Regions from separate parts of the Sus scrofa genome. Here region 1 is linked to region 2. A link is a contact called in public HiChIP or PLAC-seq data. All regions are on one chromosome and are shown on one strand. Each heading gives the region's core, a stretch centred on a gene start, on an enhancer-like site or on the middle of the called end of the contact. The rest is flanking DNA. Distances are from core to core; before and after follow the strand shown.

Region 1 (5,590 bases), core at 1,916-4,415, 76 kb before region 2:
TTCTAACTCCTTCATTGATTCACTGACTATCAGATGGTAAACAACCATCTTTATACCTCAGTTTCGGTATTTTTTAATTTTATTTTTTTGTCTTTTTAGGGCTGCACCTGCGGCATATGAAAGTTCCTGGGCTAGGAGTCGAATTGGAGCTGCAGGTGCTGGCCTACACCACGGCCACAGCAACGTTGGATCCTTAACCCTCTGAGCAAGGCCAGGGATTGAACCTGCATCCTCATGGATACTAGTCAGGTTTGTAACCTTCTGAGCCACAATGGAAACTCCCACTAGTTGGTTTCTTAGGTTTCTTAATCCACTGAGCCACAGTGGGAATTCCCTCAGTTTTAAATTTTATTTGTAAAATAGTTATTGTCTTTCTTTTTGGGGGGGGTGGGGAGGGGAGTGGCGTGCCCAAGGCTTGTGGAAGTTCCGGGCAAGGGACTGAATCCCACCAGAGCAGTGACAACCTTAACTGCTAGGCCACCGGGAACTCTGTATTTTCATATTTATATCCACCCTCTGGCTAATCTCATCTAGTTGGATAGCTTTAAATACTTCTTTCCTGAATTGAGAGTCATGGGTCTACCCACCCACTCTACGTCTTCACTCGAACTATGTGCTATGCATCTCATACTTAAGACATAAGCAAATTCTTGAGTCTCATCCCCTAAGCTGGCTCCACCATACTTCAGTATATGGCAATTCTATGCTTCCAAAAACCTCACTGAGACTTATCCCTGGAGTTCCATTGGGGTGCAGCGGAAACGAATCCGACTAAGAATCATGTTTCGGGTTCGATCCCTGGCCTTAAGGATCCTGCATTGCTGTGGCCGTGGCATAGGCTGGCAGCTGTAGCTCCAACTAGACCCCCTAGCCTGGTAGCCTGGGAACCTCCATATGTCGTGGGTGTGGCCCTAAAAAGAGAAAAAAAAAAAAAAGACTTAGCCCTCACAACTCATATCCAATCGATCAGCATTTTGCTGGTTCTACCTTCAAAACATATCTAGAACACAGCTGCGTCCCACCACCTCCACAGACACGTTCTTGGTCTAAGCCAACATAATCATATACCTGGGTTATTACAACAGCCTCTTAACTATTCCCTTGCTTCCATCCTCAATCCCCCAATAGTCTACTGTCTACCCAGAAGGTAGCCTGATCACTTAAAAAGGAAAATCATATCAAGGCACACTTCGGCTTAAAACCCTCCACTGAATACTCATCACATTCTAAATAAAATCCAAATTGACACAACATTGTAAATCAACTTTAATCTCTTTGAGTAAATATCTTTTAATCAATGTACTTTAATCTCTTTGATCTCACCTGCTAACACCCTCTTATTCATCAGCTCCAGGCATAAGAAGTTCCTTACTGTTCCTAGAATACTGCCTAGAATTCTTGATCTAATTAGCATTCGATTCCCACCTTCACTTTCTAGTCACCAACCATGCTTTATTTTTCTAAACAGCACTTATTATCACACACACATTTTTTTTTTATTTTTTGCTTTTTAGAGCTGCACAAACGGCTTGTGGAGGTTCCCAGGCTAGGGGTAAAATTGGAGCTACAGCTGCCGGCCTGTGCCACAGCAACACAGGATCAGAGCCAAGTCTGGGACCTACACCACAGCTTACGGCAACACCAGATCCTTCACCCACTGAGTGAGGCCCGGGATCAAACTGAAACCTCATGGTTACTAGTCAGGTTCGTTCCCACTGTGCCACATGGGAATTCCTCATATATATATTTTTGCTTTGTCCCACTAGAATGCAAACATCATAAGAACATATATGTGGTCTGTTCTGTTCATGGCTTTCCCCCAACACTTGGAATAGTGTTCCTACATGCAACAATAATCTCGAGGTATGAAATTCATAGGATTTTTCATTTCATTAAAAACAAGCAAGTCAACAAACAGCTGTTTTAGTTGCTCAGACACACAATCTTAAAATAACAAAAATACTTTTAGAATGAAGCTAGATTCCACAACATCCATAAGGAATTTCAACTGAGGAAATTGTGAATGACGATGTTCACACATGCAGGCCTTTTGGATGCATCAGACTCACAAGCATGTGGTGAGGATCATGTGCCCAATTAAGTGAATATCTTGTCAGATATGCACCAGCTCATAAACAGATGATGACCCAGGGCAGACCGTCCCATGACTCTTGGAAGAAGAAAGGAATGACGTTCCTGGAGAACCTGAAGGCGGACGCTCAGGCAGGAGACACTCACACAACCCAGGCTGTAACTGTTGAACCCCAAAGCTGAGTGCTGAAGAAACCCGCTTCATGCCTAGCTGTCAGAGGAATTTTCTGAGTCTGTCACCTCTGACTACTCCACCAGTTAAGATTAAGGGGTTTCTTTGTGATCAGCGTGATGTTATGCCCCTCAAATGCATATTTATGATACCTTTTCTTAAATGTTTATTCAGACACTATTCGTGAATAAAGCAAGGAAATGGGATTTGTTTAAACTCCATTTCCAGGTCCAATGCAACCTGTTATGGCTGTCCCCAATAATGAACCCCCCGGGGTTGTCATCAGTATCCCTCCCCATACAGTTTCCTCAAACTAGTCATACACTCCAGATTGAGCCCCCAACCTGGGAATTTCCTGGTGGCCTAGGGGTTAGGGATCCGGCGCTGTCGCTGCGGTGGCTCAGGTGGGATCCCTGGCCTTGGCTGGGAACTTCCGCATGCCGTGGGCGTGGCCAAAAAAATAAACAAAAAACCTCTCAATTTAGCCCAACCCGTTACCACTCTACACAATACCCCTCAGACTGTCAATGCCCTAAACAGACCCCCTGCCATCAGCAGCCACCAAAGACCCCTCTTCAGTCATTGATATTCTAAAATTCCCCTCTTGTCACCAACGCCCCGGTCGGACTTCTCTAACACTCCCAAGAGCCCTGTCGTATCAGCCAGACCTCCACACATCCCTTCCTGTTACCAACGTCCACCGAAACCCCGCTCTTGTTACCAATTCCTGAATATCCCCTTCCCAGTCATCAACTTCCCTTACAGACACCCCAATCGTCAACGTCACCACGGCAACTCCTCCCGCGGCCTCTCGCGGTACCCACTCCTTCCTTGCCCCACGCCTCCTGGCCCGATGCCCTGAGAAGCGGCGCCGGAAGCCCCGCCCCCGGCCGGTTGCTAGGCTCCAGCGGCCGGAAGTCCCGCCTGCCGTGTAGTCACCGCCGCCGCCGCCGCCGTCGTTGTTGTTGTGGTTGGTGCGCTGAGCTCCGCGGCTCCGAGAGCCGGCTGCGTCCTTTCCCCGCTGTCGCCATGAAGTGGATGTTCAAGGAGGACCACTCGCTGGGTAAGCGCTCGGCGTTTGGCCTGCCCGTGGGGGCTGGGGCGGCGGGTGGGCCCCCTCCCCCACTCGGGCCGCCCTAGGCTGGGCCGGGTGGGGCGGATGCCGCCCTCTGAGCTCTGGTCGCCGAGGCCCCAGCACCCCGGGCGGCTAACTATGGATTCCTCGCCGCCCTCCGCGGGCCCCGCCAGAGCCAGGGGAACGAGGACCGAGGTCGCTGGGACACCCGAACGAGGGCCGGGGGCGTGCACAGGTCACGGGGGTGGGGTGGGGTGGAGGAGGGGCGAGGGACCCGGAGGCCGGTGGGCCGGCGCGACCGTCAGCCGGGTGTGTTTTTCTCATAGAACACAGATGCGTGGAATCTGCGAAGATCCGAGCGAAATATCCCGACCGGGTTCCGGTGAGTGAACTCCCCGCCCCCTCACCTCGCTGTCACCCCTGCCGTCTTGGACCCATGATAGGGTCCCTGGCCATTCAGCAGTTGATAAGTTTAGATTCCAGTCCGGTTAGAGTAGTTGACGGGGCCTGACGGCTTAGGGACCCTCGGGCGGCGGCTTGAGGGGCTTGAGTTGGTGCTGTTCAGGATGCCTCAGTGCTGAATCTCCGGAACTAGGCCAGCGAGCTGTCTGCAGCCTCAGGGCTCCCTCGCCAATTATGTAAGAAACGATGTTCTAGGACAGGGCAACAGGTCACAGCCACTTTGGGGAATAGTGGTGGAGGGAGTCTTTCACTTTGGTTTTGGAAGGGATACTTTAGCCTTAGGACATTCATCTTTAACTTTGAGCCTCCGGCTTTACCTGACTTCTCCTTCCCTTTTCTCACCCTGACCCTGTCATCCTTTCCTGACCAAAAAAAATCTGAGGAGCCCCGTCCAGTGCCTTCCTTGTAATCAATAAAACGTATCCTATATTTCTTCCGTGTTAGGGCACATAGTTTCTTTAGTCCTTTTTGTTTTTTGTCTTTTTAGTGCTGCGCCCATGGCATATGGAGGTTCCCAGGCTAGGGGTCCAATCAGAGCTGTTGCTGCTGGCCTACACCACAGTCACAGCAACTCCAGATCTGAGCCGTGACTGTGACCTACACCACAACTCATGGCAACGCTGGATCCTTGACCTGCTGAGCAAGGCCAGGGATCGAACCTGAAACCTCGTTGTTCCTAGTCGGGTTGTTTCCACTGTGCCACGATGGAAACTCCCTGATTGGTTTTTAAAGGACATCCGGGTCTGTTATTGTAGCTCATGGCTTGTAAACAGTTCCTCTGGGGAGAGAGCAAGAGGGGTAAATTTGAAACGTAGTTCAGAGAGAAGCAACAGGCCAAATGAAGAGCTTGGTTCTTGGCTGGTTGGGATTGCCAGTCCATCCCATTAGTCCGTCCATTCTCATTTCCAGTGTTCCTTGGGATCTTATTCCCCTGTAGTGTGGGTTCACTTTGGGGTCCTGAAGTAACAGGCTGTAGAGGAAGCTCTCACCAGATAGTCTCCAGTCTGCCCAGACAAGATGTTGCAAAGCTTTTTTGTGAGGGCTGTGTTTATTTCATGCATGCTGAGATCAGGGATGAGAAAGAAAGTAATTGACCACAGAAAAGCACTTACCTTTCCCCGTAACACATATATATCAATTCTTAAGTGTGTGGTTTTTTTAAGTCGAACGTATTTTCTCATGTTTCACAGTTTCCCACCCACCTCCCTGACCACACATTGTTCATCAGCTCTCCAGTAATGCTGGGCCAGAGCCTCAGTCTAGAAATCCAGTCCCGACCTTTCTCTGCTTTTGCAGGTGATCGTGGAAAAAGTCTCAGGCTCTCAGATTGTTGACATTGACAAACGGAAATACCTGGTTCCATCTGACATCACTGTGGCTCAGTTCATGTGGATTATCAGGAAAAGGATCCAGCTTCCTTCTGAAAAGGCAATCTTCCTGTTTGTGGATAAGACAGTCCCACAGTCCAGGTGAGAGGTGTTTACTGTGTTGGCCATCTGCTTGGTTGCTTGCAGAACTCAAAACTTTGGAGGACTGAAAGCTCTTAGGGGTCTTGACTGGAAATAAGGATTTTGTGTTCCCTGACCTCAGGAGTTCAAGGAAGAGTTGCAGTAGATGGGTGTATACTTTGGGTTAAGACAATAGAGTAAGGCCTGGACTTCAAACAAACAAACAAACAAACAAAAGATGAGATTCAGCCTCAGGCGCCCAAGAATCCTTTAAAACAGTTAGGACTTATTTTGGCTTTAGCCATTTTTAGAACTGAAGCCTGAAATGAGGTTTTCTCCAAA
Region 2 (5,564 bases), core at 1,987-4,486:
TAGTCATGCATGGCTGCATTTCGTTTGGTGTCAGGGCACATTGTTAACTATGATTTTAGAAAAGCTCAATTAATAAAAACTTAACTGGAGATTTGAAGTGATTATCTTTTCAGTAAGAAATCTGACTCAGAGGGACTTAAAGTAGGTGCCTCTGTCTGGAGAGAAACTATTTTGTAGCAGATGTGCAGCCACCTTTCCAGAACAGTGTGCTGGGCTTAGGTGCTGTATTGCAGTCAGGGGGCACCTAAGCCTATCTGGTTCTTCCTGGAGTTAACATAATAAATCCGCTTTCTAGTCAACCAGGTGTTGCTCTTTAAATCATCAAAACAACCATAAAAAGGTCCTAGGGATGAGAACTAAGACTAGAAACCAAATTAATCTCAGGAGCAAATTCCAGAAAGACAGAGAAGGGAAAATAACCTGCATTAGAAATTCTTTATTCATACTAAGGTTTTGTTTTCAGCACTGTTTTACAATAAGACCTAAAAGTCATCTCAAGACCCCAAGGAGTGAGACTCTGAATTTATTAAAGAGAAAAGGAGAAAAGACTATTGGTTTTGGTGGGTAGCAGGGCTGTTTCCTTAGCAACAAATCTAAGGACTCAACCAGAAGCTTAACAGATAAGAGACTAAGTAAGGGAAGGATTTTTGCTCCCAGAGCAATAAAGAAGGTAATTGGCACCAACCTTCTTTTATCAGAAAGTGGCTTGTCCTTGTGAATCGTTGTGAAAGGGGCAAGTTGATACAGGCGCAGCTCCCTCTGCCCCCACTGTGCCCAGGAGGTTTGGCGCAGGGACCCCCTAACCAGCCTTACAGCAGCTTGCGTCAACATGGTAGAATACCCTGGAACTAATGATTACCACCACCTAACAGGAAACACAGAGAGGTGGTGTCAGATGGACAGACAGTACACATACCCCCAAGGAGCACTCCTACTCTTAAGGGTTGGGTGGTGGTGGTGCGGGCGGAGGTTGCACAATCTTTTAATGTCCCATTTTCCATTCTACCCTCTCAACTGACAGCAACCTTCTAACACTGTGCTGCAACTCTAACTGATAACAGTCTTAGTCCCGGCTATGGTAAAAAGGTGCCTATCCGGGGACAAAAGTCAAAAGCAGGTAAATTAACAGTTTATGGGCAGAGATGATCACAACACTCTAGAAAATAGGAGACAAGCCCCTGACAGGTGGTTTCTCTCTTGGAGATTAAACACCTGGCCACAAAGATGGCAATGGGAAGCACATAAAATATCACCATCAACTGCAAACTCTGGACGAAGCTAAAAACAAACCACACAAAAGCAATTATGTCAAGGAGAAGACTTGTTTGGAGCTCTAGGAACAAGGAGGAAAGGAGAATTTCAGATGAGTCGTAGATTACATTATGTTTATACATTAACACTGGAAGGCAACAGAATGACAGGAACTATGTTCTTGATTTCATTAAAATAAATTTGGCCCTTCATTTAGGAATGAGTCACCTGGCAGGCAGCCATCTGTTTTTAAACTTGGAAAAAAAATAACTGACATACAGGGGTGTTCACTAAAGATTCAGATCAAGGAAATTCCAAGAACAATTAAGAAACAGAAGGAAATGTTAGTCATAAACTATTTCGGCCCATTAGAGAAATATACATCAATAGCAGATTCTTTTAGACACATGAGGAGGTATGATACAGTCAGGATAATGAGCACGGGCTGTAGAATTTGCAGACCTGATTTTAGATTATTTGCTCCAGAGCTTTGAATCCACGGCGGACAAAACTTTAGGCATGCAAATTTCAGCAACGTATATAATCACCAGAGCTTCAGTTTATTAAACTGAAAAATGGATATTAACACCTTCCTTGCAAGGTTATCACTGAGATTAGAGGAAAGTCTAACATTCTAGCACAGAGCCCAACACACAAAAAAAGATGCTTTAAAAAATGACTGCTGTAATTAATCTAAGAAGTCAGCAGAAAGGAACTGGCCAGTTTCCTCAGTTTACCCTAAAATTACACACTCAACTGGAGTTTTTACTTAGGAGGCATCTATGATTTATAACTCTAATATTCAATTACTGACGTAACGGGATCAAAGTTCAATCTTCCTCAAGGCAGAAGTTCAAGACCAGGTTCCAAACTTTTACAAAGATCTATTGGTCACTCTTCAAACAACGTTATTAGGGTGCCATCAAACCAAAAGCTTACATATTTCCTTTCTCATTTCCCTAGAATATGTGAAGCGTAAACCCAGAGACACAAAAGGAAACGTCAACTCTAACTGCCTGAATGCTAAAGCAGTCATTACATGCACTAAACTAACTTTTCTCCTTGCAACTGGAAGAGCACTGTATTTATGTACTAGACTTGGGAGTACTGAGGAAATAGTCACTCAATCATTGCTCATGTTTTATGAAGAACTTTGGTTGAGAAGGAGTGCAGTATTCAGAGAACAAAAGACACAGCCAGTGAAAAAGGCAGCTAATCTTTATTTATAAGTACTTTCATACTCCAGGGACTTGGGGTGATCACCAAAGATACATCCAGCAATGCTGAGTGCAGCTTGGTATATCCGGCTGACAGACCCTACTGCTGGACACTGGTGATTTATTCAATAATCACAGATCCTTTGAGTAACTCATACGGATAGGTGCACAACACAGTTGAAAAACTGATCTTTTTAATACTAAAGGTTCACAGTGGCTTTGGCTAGGCCAAGGACAATTTGAAGGTCTTTCTGAAAAACTAGGGTATTTAACATTCCTCCAATTTCCTTATTGGGGCGTGGCTCAATAATAACGCATTTCTCAAGGGGGAGCAAAGGGGAGAAGTAATTTTCCCTTTTCTCTGTCGCCTCTCAATTCTCCGCATACTCTCACTCCAGGAGTACGACGGGGAGGAAGGACGCGGTCAGCGCGGGCCCTCGGGCATCCTGGGGGATGTAGTTCAGGGCGCAGGGGCTACGTTCCTGCATGTGGGTACCCACGAGAGCCGGCAGGAAGGCCCCAAGCACAGCCGCTACGGCCGAAGCCTCGAGGTACTTCTTAGTCCAGACTCTCCGATCGCAAAGGTTTTAACGACCCGCATCGACACTTACTTTTTGCTCAGTTTCGGCTCCGCGCCGTCCACTTTAACTTCAGCCGCCTGTACCGCAGCCATCTTTCCCGAGGGCCGGACCTAAAGAGGATGAGACTCGTAGGGCGATTTTCAGGTCACGCTCGGAAGTCCCGCCTCTTCCGGGGAAAGGGGCGCCCACTGTTAACGCGCAGCTGTCGCGCAGGCGCATTTGGGGCCAGCAGCCGCGGCGTCTGGTACGTTACCTCAGGCAGTGGGGCTCCGTGCGCCAGACGCTCGTTAGGGGGCAGCTCTTCCGCTGCGCGTTCGCAATGGCGGAGGCAATGGATTTGGGCAAAGACCCCAATGGGCCTACCCATTCGTCGACTCTTTTCCTGAGGGAGGATGGCAGCTCCATGTCCTTCTACGTGCGTCCCAGTCCGGCGAAGCGCCGGCTCTCGACGCTCATCCTGCACGGCGGCGGCACCCTGTGCCGGGTGCAGGAGCCGGGGGCCGTGCTGCTGGCCCAGCCCGGGGAGGCGGCGGCCGAGGCCTCGGGCGACTTCATCTCCACGCAGTACATCCTGGACTGCGTGGAGCGCAACGAGAAGCTCGAGCTGGAGGCCTACCGGCTGGGCCCGGCTCCGGCGGACGACCAGGCCCCAGAGACGAAGCCCGGGGGGCAGGCCGGAGGCGGCGCCGCCGCCGCGGAGTCCGAGCCGCAGCCGCACGCGGGGCGGATCGGCTTCACGGACGCGGACGACGTGGCCATCTTGACCTACGTGAAGGAACATGCCCGCTCGCCCAGCTCGGTCACCGGCAATGCCTTGTGGAAAGCGATGGAGAAGAGCTCGCTCACCCAGCATTCGTGGCAGTCCCTGAAGGACCGCTACCTCAAGCGCCTACGGGGCCAGGAGCATAAGTACCTGCTGGGGGAGGCCCCCGTGAGCCCTTCCTCGCAGAAACTCAAGCGGAAAGCTGAGCAAGACCCCGAGGCTGCTGATAGCGGGGGTGAGGCCTGTCGCTGGCACCTGCGCGGCGTGGGGGCGGGGGCGTCGTTCCTGTCCCGAGGGGCGACCATGTTGTGTCTTTGGTAGCATCCCCCGCCCCGCCCCCCTGTGACATCCGGGTAAAACTAACACCATTTTCTGATCTTGAATTCACTTTTCCAATAGGTGGGATATTGACGGGGTTCGCTATTACAAAGGTACAAAAAGAGTATATGGAAAATTCTCCCCCTTTTCCTGCCCATTAGATACTCTCCCCCGCCCCCACCCCCCACCCTGCGAGGCACTGGGGAACCACCTTCTTGGGTATCTTTTCAGAGAGATTTCACAGACTCCTTTTTAAAAACAATTCTCCAGTGTTTAAGGAAATTCAGCATAAGCCCTGCCAGACCAGTTTATTGTAATGTCTTGGCTGAAACAGATGCATATTCACATAGAAGGTTCTCAGCAATTGGAAATGGTTTTTTAGTTTCGCTCAGGTGAGGTGAGTTTCTAAGGCAGTTGAGTTGAATGTTGGGACTCAGGTGTGGTTAGGATACAGCAAAGCTGGTCAGATGCTTCACTTCTGATATAAGGGATATTGACAGTTGAACCTGACCCTTTTGTTCAAAGAGGCATACTTCTTCCCCACTTCCCTATTCTTATGTGGCTGTTGCATCACAGGTGAGGTCTGGGGAGGTAAAAACTGTTCCTCTTGTTTTGGTTTCGGTAAAAGTGACATTTGAAATTCATTCAACAGATATTTGAGCTTGAGACACTTATCTTGCTGGGATAGAAACACTAAAACTCCCTGCTTAAAATGCTAGTTTAGTGAGTGCTATAGAGAAAAATAAATCTGAGTAAGGGCTGAAGAGGAGGTCGTTTTCTGCAGCGTGGGAAAGGAAGTTACCTATTTTAAACTGATACTTAAGCACAGACCAAAGGAAATGAAAGAGGTAGCCAGGTGATTACCTGAAGACGGGGTGTTCCAGGCTTAGAGAATGGTAACTGCAAAGGCCCTGAGGTGTGTACTTGTAGCAACAAGAGACCAGTGTGGCTGGGATGGAATAAAGCAAGAGAGAGAATTCTAGGAGAGCGGACAGGCTATGTGTAAAGGAGATCATGTAGGGCCCTGATTTTTAAATTAGTAGTATGGAGATGTCTAGTAGACCAGTCAGAACTTGGGACTAAGTAAGCTGAATTCTTTCTTTCTTTTTTTTTTTTTTTTTTTTTTTTGTCTTTTTAGGGTAGCATCTGTGGCATATGGAGGTTCCCAGGCTGAGCGTCAAACTGGAGCTGCAGCTGTTGGCCTACACCACAGCCACGGCAACATGGGACCGAGCTGCCTCTGTGACCTACAGCATAGCTTATGGTAAAACTGGGTCCTTAACCCGCCGAGTGAGGCCAGGGATCGAACCTGCATCTTCATGGATCCTAGTCTAGTTCATTAACCACTGAGCCATGAAGGGAACTCCTTTTTAATAGTAGCGTGTAGGTGGTCCTGAAACCAGGAAGACTAAGAAAAAATTTTTATGTATTTGA

What was found. HiChIP or PLAC-seq counts read pairs in DNA pulled down with a chosen protein or histone mark.
Region 1: a contact with region 2 is called in an H3K27ac HiChIP or PLAC-seq map of alveolar macrophages. The contact joins the promoter of GABARAPL2 here to the promoter of KARS in region 2. A contact is called at or near these places in 3 of 47 Hi-C or Micro-C datasets (blood, embryonic fibroblasts and heart right ventricle) and 2 of 2 datasets of contacts at active chromatin or transcription factors (alveolar macrophages and skeletal muscle).

Annotation. Positions count from the first base shown.
Region 1 is chr6:12,130,561-12,136,150 of Sscrofa11.1, reverse strand. GABARAPL2 (gamma-aminobutyric acid receptor-associated protein-like 2) reads left to right here and starts at 3,165. Exons shown (of 4, transcript XM_003126859.5): 1 at 3,165-3,326; 2 at 3,665-3,720; 3 at 5,097-5,269. The coding sequence starts at 3,293.
Region 2 is chr6:12,055,147-12,060,710 of Sscrofa11.1, reverse strand. KARS (lysine--tRNA ligase) reads right to left here and starts at 3,236. Exons shown (of 14, transcript XM_003126856.3): 1 at 3,080-3,236. The coding sequence starts at 3,141. TERF2IP (telomeric repeat-binding factor 2-interacting protein 1) reads left to right here and starts at 3,260. Exons shown (of 3, transcript XM_003126857.3): 1 at 3,260-4,047. The coding sequence starts at 3,369.